Regions from separate parts of the Mus musculus genome. Here region 1 is linked to region 2. The links are chromatin contacts, called in public HiChIP or PLAC-seq maps. All regions are on one chromosome and are shown on one strand. Each heading gives the region's core, a stretch centred on a gene start, on an enhancer-like site or on the middle of the called end of the contact. The rest is flanking DNA. Distances are from core to core; before and after follow the strand shown.

Region 1 (5,391 bases), core at 1,331-3,830, 280 kb before region 2:
GAAATCATTACAAATTTAGTCTGGATCATATAACAGTAGGACTTGTGTGATCAGAGCCTGACACAGTACTCCAGCTTCTGATACCATGGGTTGTTAGCGATGAGGACAAAGTGGAGTGGAGGGACTACGCAGAGAACCAGGGCACAGAGTGAAATGGAGCACGTGCATGTTGATAAAATGTCATGTAACTGTACGACCTGAAGCTCGAATGCTGGCCTGTTGTGGTGACTTACATCTGTAGTCCCAGCACTCAGAGGATAGAAACGTGGGTGTGGTACTGTTGGGCTTCCTGGTCCATTAGCCGAATCATTGAAACCTCAGAACTCAGAAATGGAAGCCAAGAAGATGAAGAGGACAAGGCCTGCTTGTGCTAAATAATACAACTGTTTTTTTTTTTTTTTAAGAAAATAAAAACCCAGTCCCATGGATTAAATGTTGAGGACCAGGTAAGTACTGAATGAAGACAAGACCGATAGTCAGGAATACGGCAAGAAGAGGAAGTGAAGCTGTGGGTGAAAGGTAGCCAAGAGCGAGACTTTAAGAGCAGTGGCTGATGGGCGGTCCTTGGAGGAGAGTGACCCAACATTAAATTTCAGATTCCTGCTGGGAAGGAAGTCCCTCCAAACCTGACCTAAGGCACAGAGTCTTTCTCTAGTCCTGAGTCCTTCAGTGTCTCACAGCATAAGAGATGCTCAAAGATCATTTGGTGAACAGAGCCCTCAGAGGTAATTAAATTCATATGTTTAAGTGAAGCTGAACCTGAACAAATTGGCCACCACAGTCTGCTTCCATGCCGTTCCCACAGGCTCAGGCCACATGGGATCAGAGGACTTTTCTTCTTTCTGATGAGTTCATACTTACCTGGTTTGGGGGAGCATTGTTTGGTCGTTTTGTTATTGCTTGTTTACTGGGTTTTTTCTGTTTCATTTTGCTGATATAATACACATGTATATGAACCTGAAATGATCACAAAGATAAATCAGAAATTGCTTTCTCCAGAACTACGCACATGTTTCTCTATTGATCTGGGAGAGGCCGGGATTTAGCTTGAGAAAATCGGAATGGATCGTCGTCGCCCCTCCCCATACATCACTTTTAGGGAACAAGGGGACATTCTTAAGCTTGGGTAACGATGTGACCAGTCTAGAAAAAGATCCAAGAATAATGAGAATGGCTGAATGAATGTTTTTTTTTTTCCTCAAGCTAACCAGCCCCTGAAAAGGACTCAAGTAGCTCAGGCATGTGCTGAATCCCCATTTCAGAAAGGCGAGCTAATCTCCTCTGTGCCTGAGGGTCTTCATCTGAGGGACAGAGATAAAGAGCATTGTGAGAATGCAATGAGTCATTACATATGGATGCTTCTAGAGGAGGAGTCTGATGTATACAAGACTCTCCCTCCCTCCCTCTGTCTCTCTCTGTGTGTTCACATGTGCGTGCGTGCGTGCGTGCGTGCGTGCGTGCGTGCGTGCGTGCGTGTGTGTGTGTGTGTGCTTGAGTGCCTGCGTGCTGACAGTATGCAAACGCATGCTCATATGTGTGAATGTGCATGCGAGGGCCATAGGTCTAAGTCGGTTGGCCTCCTCAATTACTCTTTACACTGTGCATTTAAGACAATGTCTCTCACTGAATGGAGCGTGTTGGTTTGGCAACACTGACAAGCTGTAGGACAGCGGACAGCCAGCAAGCTGTAAGAATCCTCCTGTGTCTTCCTTCCCAATGTTAGGTGACAGGTGAATGTCCACAAGCTATTTTACTTGGATTCTGAGTATCAAATCACTTTACCAACTGAGGCATCTCTCCGAGCCCCCTAAAACTTTTGGCTAACACTAACTTTCATAATTTTTTTTTGACACGGTTTCCTTTCCAACCTTGTAAAATGAACCTGCAGAGCATGCTCGGAAGCTCCCTCCCCTTGGGGACTTAGAAATAATACTACTTCCTATGCATATATTATGTTCAGGACATCTGACCTATGTCTAATCCGATCTTTCACAATAGTCCTATGAGATAGGCATTATTCAGTCGGGAGTCTGAGGATCAGAGAAAATATATAACAGCCTCACCTAACAAGGAAGGGAGCAGAGATTTTGACTTTAGGGCCAAATGAATCTAAAGCCACTGGGACTTTAGGTCTGCGTAGAAGTTTGCTTCATGTGCTTCCGGTTTACATTATGTCCCCAGCATAAATAAATAAATAAACAAATAAATAGACAAATAAGTAAATGATAAACAATATGTCTCATTTTACTACACTTTCCGGCTATACACTACAGAAACTGCCAAAATGAAATTGAACTTAATTTACATAAGTACATAGGCCAAAGACCATCTTTGATTGACTTATCTCACACGGATTAGATGGCTTGGTGCCTCTCTAGAACTTCTGCCTGAAATCCTGCGATTAATTGGCCTTGTGGCTCTAATCAGAGGAAGTCTGTTTAGTTCAAGTCACATGAGGGCATTTTCACTCCAATTATAACGTCAGCTCTAAATCTGTTGGTCTGTCACAAAGGCACAAGTTTAAACCCAGTGACGAACTTGAGCTGTCACTGTTCCCCAAGTAGAGACATCCTCAAAAGCTTATCTGAGCAGAAGGTCAATCCAAAGGCCTGGAGGTTTGCCCAGCCCCACTTCCCTGCCCAGCTGAAAGCAGAGAAGCTCACAGACACACAGCTGAGAGGACTGTATCTGTGGGGTCAGCAAGCTAAATTTGGAGTAGCCAGGCCAAGTGCAGACTCTGTAGCCAGCCAGAGCCGTACTGGACATATGAACCCAAACAAGTACAGCAGCACAAGGAAAAACTTGAATGAAGAAGTGTTAGAAATGATATAAAAACAGAAAAAATGCAAAACAGCTTCCCAGTTCAGCAGGGATAAGGAAACAGACCCTCGGGGGTTTATTCTTCCAGATTCTTGTGCTATTCAGGGTACCCAGAAGGATTCCCCACTGTCTGCAACAGTACCGCAGTTTCTTGTTTTCTGAGCGCTCAGAGATATTATGGTAAGTGCAGCGTGCCTTTCGCTGGTCTCAGCAGTGGATGAGGACATGGCTTAAGCACATGGCCGTGGTTGGGAAGGCTGGGTGAGGCTCCAGAGCACCCACAGACATGTCACTCCAACCAAGTGTTGTCTGCCAAAGAGCCACCCCCTTCTGAGAGCTGATAGCCTCATCTGCCTATGTGGATGTCTACACCCTAAGCCAAGGGCACCTTGAGTCTGGATGTACCATGGTGCCAATCATGACCACAGGAAAAACTCCCTTCCTTGCTCTAGTGAAGCAGAAGCCCTGAGGAGCCCAAAGCCCTTCAGTGGGTATTTCCTATTTTCCTCTCCTGTGAGCCTTCTGTAATGTAAAGGGCCATATTTGAGAGACTACAGGGGGATCCCGTCTTCATGTGTTGCTGCCATACTGGGAAAGAAACTTCCCTAAATGTTCCACAGTAGGCATCACATATCGATGGCCTCAGTTTGACACATGTAGCTGTGTCTAAATCCAATATTCATAGGCGTGCTGGCTAATTTTATGTCAAGTTGACGTGGGCTAGAATAGTCTGAAAGGAGGGAACCCCAATTGAGAAAACACCTTCATAAGGCTGAGCTGTAGGCAAGCTTGTGGAGTATTTTCTTAATTACTTAATTGGTTGGGGAGAGCCCAGCCTATTTTGGGTAAGGTCGTCCTTAGTCTGATGCTCCTAGGTTCAATAAGAAAGCAGGCTGAGCAAACCATGGGGAGCAAGCCAGTGAGCAGCATCCTTCACGGCTGGCCTCTGATGATCTGCTCCAGTCTCCCAGGTTCCTGCCCTGAGTTCCTTCAGTGATGGACTATGGGTGTGGAAGGATAAGTCAGATAACCCCCTTCCTCCCAACCTGCTTTTGGTCACAGTGTTTCATCATAGCAATAAGAACCCAAACTAAGACAATAGGAATGTAATTGTTATAGTTGTTAACCTTGTCTAATTAGCATCTGTCTTAAGCAGGGGATGGGGCCAATTTCTGCAGGCCCACACTCGACTAGACAAAGGTTAGGAGGAAGGTTCTGAGGGGACTGGCATTGGAGAGCAGTGAATGGTCCCCTGCACCTCCACATTCTACAGATGTCGATGGACCTTATGCCCCAGATAAAGCTTTACTTTCTTGCAAGGAATGCCACTCAAAACCTGGGTCTTGCTATTCCCAAGGAAAGTAAGTTCTTCCTCTTATGTCCCCATCCATTCAATTCCCTATTACATCATCCTTTTCCTCTTCTCCTTCTCCATAGATTCTGTTTTTCATCATCTCTCTTCCCCTAGGCACTAAGGTTTCTGATCATGAAGATAGTGTACCATTCATTTTGGAATTTTCAGTACCTAGGATAATTTCTGTGGTTAATACATATGCTCTAAATTTCCTTCTATGAAGTGAGGTGATAGGGAAGTGGGGGGAGGATACATATACATATACATATATCATATATCACATATCACATATATCATATATGTATACATACATACATATAATTTATATATATATATTATTTATGCCTTGGAAAATTCTCTTGCTAGGTCTGTTTTGGCCTAACCAAGAAAAGGAGAAGACACACATTTTTAAAGTAGAAGAAGAAGCTGGTCTCAGCAGCACACTCCTGTGATCCTATCCCAGGGAGGCAGAAATGGGAGCATCCCCTGGGGCTTGCTGGGCAGCCAGTGGATTTGAGTCTGCAGGCTCCAGGCTCAGTGAGAGACCCTGTCTCAAAACATAAGGGGGGAGAGAGTGATTGAGAAAGACACCCAATGTCAACGTCTGACCTCTACATACATGTGCGCACACACTCAAAACATGTTCACACCTCGTCACATGTATCCATCACTCATCACACACACACACACACACACACACACACATACAAACAAGCAGGAGACAACTCCATCTTTTAGTGAGTTTTTAACATGCCTAATTAACAAAAGAAAGAAAGAAAGTAAAGGACTCCAAGAAGGAATATTGCCTTGTGTAAAGTACTTAACACTGCCTCTCCTGCACTCCCACAGCCCACAGGGCCTGGAGGGAACTGTAGCATCTTGGACCTTAGTTGCCTGTGCTCTATTAATTCAAAGACAAACATATTTCCCAACTTGCCCAAGGCTCTGGCAGGGAAGACTCGGATCCCCGAACACGGGTCATCCTAGTGCGGCAAGAACCAGCTGGGTTTTCAGCTATGTGGATGGAGCCATCTGTTTTGCTTGCCCACATAAAAATATGCACAAGGACTGTGCAAATCAGCAAATCCACAGCTTCCCGAGGACCCAGCTGGGATGCGCCCTCCCTTTGGGGACTCATGAAAGGTAAATCCAGTGTCAAAAGACAGAGGGCCAGCAGTAAGGCTAAGGAGCCAACGAATCAGACTCCATCATCTCTC
Region 2 (5,655 bases), core at 2,425-4,924:
AGAACCTCAATCCCGGTCCCAGCTGTGTCTTCACAGTGGCGAGGGAACGGAAGAGCCTCAAAAGCAGCCATTTCCTACTGTCCTCAAACTTGCCAGGAACCTACTCGCTGGCCGGCTCATCAAAGGTCCTGTGGTTGGAGTCATCTGTTAAGACATTCCACAGCCCCAGATCTGTCACGTGTGTTCATAAAACCCTTATTTGCGGTTCATCTAAACCATTTTAGAGTGAATTAAAAACTCAGGCACCCCTGGATTTTACACACCTTTCTCCTGTGACATTTTAAAATCCAATTGTGGGGGTGGGGGAAGCTGTAGAATGTGAGCCGCTGAAAGTGACCCTTGTGTCTTCCTGCTGAGAGAGAGAAACACTTTGACTTTCTTGGTGTAAGCTGTATCTCCTATATGCCTGTAATATAAGTTGAGATAAATTCTGCCCGGTGTTTTTAAAAAGCTTATTATAGGATTGGTCTATCACGCCTTGAATAAATAGAGCTTGAAAATCAGCCTGCATGTGCGCATGTACCGTGCGTGCATGCATGCGTGTGTTCCTGCGTGTGCAGCATCAGTCTAAACCCAGTGGTCACTGATGAAAACTCGAGTCTATTACAGAGCAGACGTAAGTTGGAAGCAAATGGACCAGCCTCGGCTATTCTTGACCCTGGTTTACGTTGTTTACCCATGTGACCTTTGCTTTTGTTTCTTCCCAGGGTCGGGATTACTGTTCTGAAGAAGAGGATATCACATAGCATCGGTTCTCAGTCGGACCAGGAGCTACTACTGTGTAAATAGGTTGCACCCCAGTTGAAACCTTTGCAAAGGTCGGTTCTCTTCACTGAACAGCACTATAGCGAACGAAGACTGTTCCATGTCCTATGCCCCATTAAATTACAGTGTTTCTTAATGAACCTGCAGAGGAATATTGCTAAACACAAACACACACACACAAGAACAAAAACAACAACAACAAAAAAAAAAACTGTTCTGGAACTTTCTTTGTTGCTGCTAGTTAAAACTTGTTGCAACTTTTCACTTCTCTCGTGTCCAAGTATGCAGCAAAATTCTGCAGTTCACTTTAAAGATGTTATTGGTTTCAGGATGCTCTCTAGCCTGTATCCTCGGCGATTGGGTAGAGGTGAACTCTGATACAGATGTCAGTTCTAGCCTGGTTCTGCTTTGATGTCAAGCATCCCCTCCCTTCTATTCTCCTTATCCATCTCTTTCGAGTGGTCCAGAGATGGCCTGAGCCTTGCTTCTCACTGGTAACGTGGGGCTTTGGACATGGGATGGTGGCCACGGTGAGCCTAGTTTCTCTGCTTGAAAGAGCCACAATTGATTGAAAGCCTGTTGTAACCTAACCTGACTCCCGGAAGTGACAAAGGAACAAGTGAGCAGTAGGTTGTTCCGCTTACTAGGACTCTTAGTGCAGGATTAAGCTTGTAGCATTGGCTTTTGCTCAGATGCAAATGGAAGTGTGACCACGTGACCACAATCATTTTCAACCCCTCCCTCCTCACTTTTTTTTCTAAGAAAATAAACATTTTGCTGTTTTTCTGTATCCTTGTCTTCTCCCATTCATCCAGTTCAGTTAAAGATGACCCTAGGTGTGGAAGCTAAGTCCTCCTTCACAGGGACACTGATGATTGGCCTAAATGGCTCCCCACCCTTCTGGAGACATCGAACATGGTTTGGAAGGGCTGTGAGTGGTCAGAGGAGATGAGGCGACAACCCCGTGACTTCTTAGGAGGGCTGGAAACCACTGTCAACCTTTCACTCTGTTAACTTATCAGAACACGCTGTTTTCTGAGTTCCCCCTTCGATGTGTTATGTGAGCCTTGCCCCTTCATTCGTTTCTGTTTCCAGCTCTGGTAGTGTGGGTTAAAAAAAAAAAAAAAAATGTCTGCCTACTAGAAAACATAGGACATCCACGCTGGTGATGTTACTTGGAGAAGTGAAAGCCAAAAGCCCCTGGTGGTGGGGAGTGTTGACTGTGTGTTCAGTAGAGTTTATTTTTCCATACTATATGAAGAGAATGATCTCTTCTCAAAGACAGAAGTAATATTTTTAACAAATATTGTCACAAGTAAATAGCAATCAAAAGGAGAAAAAATAACTTTTGTATTTTTTTAATCGTGTTTGATAGCTTTGATGAGGGTTCTCTTTGTTACTTTCAGGGGAGGGCACCCTATTAAATGCCACGCCAGCAGTCCTGGATTGAGCTTGTCCTACACACACACACACACACACACACACACACACACACACACACACACGAATGCTGTGTTTTTCTCAGAGGGTTGTGAATTTCAAGGGTCTCACGATCAGCCACACTGCCTGCCACCTTGGAAGATGGAATAGTTACAAGAGAGACAGTTAAGATGCTCCCAATTGTCTGGAAATTGTCTGCCACACAGACTAAAACAGGAAGCTAAATTCGTTCTTGCCGAAATGAGCCTTGGCTTTCAAAGCTGTCCGCAGATTCTTCATCTCCTGTCAGACCCAAGGCAGCAAAAGCGAGGGGGAAAATGCAGTGGAGTTCTATAGAAAATGGACTCGGGTGTTTAGCAACAAAATGCCATAATTCTTGCATCCAGCAGCAGCTATTTTGGGGAGCAGCTGTGGTCGTTATATAAACAGAGTTTCAGCCCAAAGCTTAGGCTTTTTATCCAGCTTCAAGCAGAAAATACGGGGAGAGTCGAGCAGTCTGGGGTTTTAAGTTCCCTCCCTTCGTGTGTTTTTTCGGCCAAAGGACAAAAATAGTTTTCCTCAACTGTAAATGAACTGCTAAACCCCACCTCAGCCCTGTTCACTGGAGACTTTGTTCACTGTTCTCTGGATGGCCTATTCCGGAATCTCATGTTCTTATCAAGCAAGAATGAAGTGAATGTTAACGTCTTCCGTTTGACTCCTCTACTTGGTGTCTAAGACAGTGTCTTTCCAGAAGACCAGCTCCCTGTACCCGAAGATGAGACACCCATGTCCTTTCCCTCGGTCACAGGTAGCACCTTGGATGTCACTCATGTCTCTCGGGAACCTCACTTTTGAGTGTTAATGAGCCCCTAAGTGCTGTTTAGGAAACAGCGGTTTTCCACCATTCTCTCGCCCATGTTCCTCTCGGATACTTTGCTGTAAAACGAAGTGATTCTATCTTCAGACGCACGTTTGGTCGCCTCTAGAAATAGGTCCAAGAAATGGGATGGATGACTGGGTTGGCATGAAATGCCTGACTGTGTTAGCAACACTCAAAACTGTCTGTTTTCCATTTGTTGGTTTGAATCATAAAATTGTCAAGTGATTTGTGTTTGTACTTTATTTTTCTATACCTTCTGGAAGGATCTAAATTAAAAATATATGCCCCTCCCCCATGTCAGAACATTAAGCAGACTGTCTCAGGTATAATGAAAAGAATCGTCCAGTAGAGATAGTGGAACATCTTGCTAGTTGTCCTGTCTGTAGGACTCGAGAGTTGGGAGGAGGGAGGAAGGCAGGGAAATGGCCTGGTAAAACCAGGAAACAAATGTTGAAGAATGGACAGAGGTTATTTGGAGAGCTTTTAGTGTGGCTGTGTGCTATGGCAGTTGGTCTAGCGGCCAGTGGGCGGAGTGGGCCTGCTGGAGAGATGTGTAGCTGGGTTACGCACGGCTCGCCTTCCCCACGTTGTAGAGTTGTAAAGGTTCAGCAGTATGTGCGCGGCTTTCTTTTGCTTGGCAGCGATTCAGGACCACAGAGTGCTGCTCTCATAATTGAGTACGTGTTTCTTACTGGCAGACAAGCTCAAAAGAGGCTTTTACCTCGACCAGGCCTCCTAGCCCCAGGCTTAAGCAGAAGCATAGAGTGACATTATGGTCTATTTAGGAACAAAGAAGTTTCAAAGTCCAGTGATGAGAAAACTAGGTCAGCCCCCAGAAACAGCCACACAGTGGCTGGTCTCTCCCTGTCTGCTGTGCCTAGCATCTGAAGCTGGCCTTTGATGACTCAAGTAAGAAATACATGGCCCAGGAATAGCCTTGGTTCTCAGCTCCCAGGCGCCTGCCTGTTCCTCCACTATAGAGCCGCTCTGTGTCCTGGGTGTACCAGAGAGACAACTGCCCAGCCGGGTGTGGTAAGCTTCACACTTGACCCAGTTGATGGCCTCCGACCTTAAGTTATAACTTCGTCCTCCACCCAACCTCACATCCATGTTTCCTCCTCTTCCAGCAGAAGTCCTATAACCCTGCTGAAACAGATTACACCTCCCCTGAGCTGTCCCTCAGTCACCTACAGTGCAGTTTGGCATAGTGAGAAGTCCTGTTTAGATGCTGGGTGAGAATTTAAAAGTTGCCCCATCTCTACTAGTCCTGAGAAAAGAAACTTCATTAAATATGTTTGTTTTATAGTAAGAGAAAAGATCACCTTCTTAATGGAGGAAAAGACAAAAGACATTTGAAAGACAAAGTGATTGGTATCAGAATTCGCTCCCTTAAGCTTCTCTCAAAAACAAGGGATGGGGCAGCATCATGTTGTACTCTAATTTTACATGAACACTGCCTTTCTGGCTCTTTCCACCAGAAAGCTATCTCTGGGCTATATTTCTTTCTACCTTTTTAGAAATCAGTCCTTTTGTTAAGTTGTTTATAACTCCAATAGAAAAATAAGGCATGGTCGGTGGGTAGGGATGATGTATTTAAAAGGCATAATGAAATAGTAGCTGGAAGCAGGGCCTTCAAGACATCATGGGTGGATTGGCAGACCCCAAGGTGCCCCTGCAAAGCTATGTGAGCCCTCTACAGATGCTCTGGGATAAACTGGTGGAATGCCTTGAATGAGGTCCGTGGATCTCCTTTTTGCAGATAAGTGGATGATTCTAATATCTATGGGGAAGGCACCTTGATATCTGTCCACAGTCACCTTTTCTATTATATCTCGGGGGGGGGGGGGATGAAACAACCCTCACAAGTCTGTGGGAGAATACCTGCCCCTATGACAAAGCCTGGGGCCGTTAGTGATGCTGAGGTTTCCATCGTAGCTGAGATCTGAGTTTATCTTGAGTGGGAAGAGGAAAAGCAGCTCTAATCGTTGTTATTTATGTTCAGTCTGTGGCTAGTGTTGCCGATGACATGCTGTCCTTATTCCGTGTGTCCCTCAAAACAGTCCCTTCACCCCCGAGTTCTAAGAAGTGTGTCTTACAGTTGAATCCATCTGTCCAACGAAAACACATGTGTTGAAAGAGGAAACATCATTAGAGTATATTTCTATTAGTATTATTACTACACACCTTGCAACACTGTGAAAAAAAAAAAACAAGCCTTGAAGGGGCATCCACCTTCTACAGTCTCTCTTTGGCTCCGTTACCAGCTTACTATCTTCATGGGGACTCTTAGCTGGCCCTCCCTAATCCTATAAACTGCACAAGAACCTGAAGAAGCCACTGGTGACAGAAGACTTTGGGGCTCAGAGGGAGAAGGCTTGTGGGAGAGGGTTGTCACATCCTTTCAGCTTTTGAGAAAAGAGGCAACTTATTCCACCTTTTGGGTGCTGTGGATCCCCCGGCTCCCCTCAGTCCCCTAAGCTTGTTTCTTCAGAGGCTTTTCTTCGGTAGGCTAAACGCAGAGAGATCTGAAAGGCTGAGGAGATAATGCCTGGACCAGTGACCTGGATGGAGATCCTTTCTGGTAGGCT

Evidence for each region. HiChIP or PLAC-seq counts read pairs in DNA pulled down with a chosen protein or histone mark.
Region 1: an H3K27ac HiChIP or PLAC-seq map of heart atrium shows a contact between it and region 2, with 4 times the contacts expected there. The contact joins two enhancer-like sites. A contact is called at or near these places in 1 of 15 datasets of contacts at CTCF or cohesin (the NIH/3T3 cell line), 1 of 484 Hi-C or Micro-C datasets (bone marrow-derived macrophages), 2 of 115 datasets of contacts at active chromatin or transcription factors (embryonic stem cells and heart atrium) and 1 of 9 other capture datasets (embryonic stem cells).

Annotation. Positions count from the first base shown.
Region 1 is chr1:152,165,665-152,171,055 of GRCm38.p6, reverse strand. No RefSeq gene overlaps it. Among named protein-coding and RNA genes, the nearest start is that of 1700025G04Rik, 78 kb to the right of the region's middle. Within about 2 kb of position 2,580, at least 21 of the 459 cell types and tissues checked have an H3K27ac peak or open chromatin away from gene starts, as enhancers often do. A contact at or near this core is called in heart atrium, where this site is marked.
Region 2 is chr1:151,888,485-151,894,139 of GRCm38.p6, reverse strand. 1700025G04Rik (RIKEN cDNA 1700025G04 gene) reads left to right here. Exons shown (of 6, transcript NM_197990.3): 6 at 708-5,655. The coding sequence ends at 746. Among named protein-coding and RNA genes, the nearest start is that of Edem3, 140 kb to the right of the region's middle. Within about 2 kb of position 3,674, at least 77 of the 459 cell types and tissues checked have an H3K27ac peak or open chromatin away from gene starts, as enhancers often do. A contact at or near this core is called in heart atrium, where this site is marked.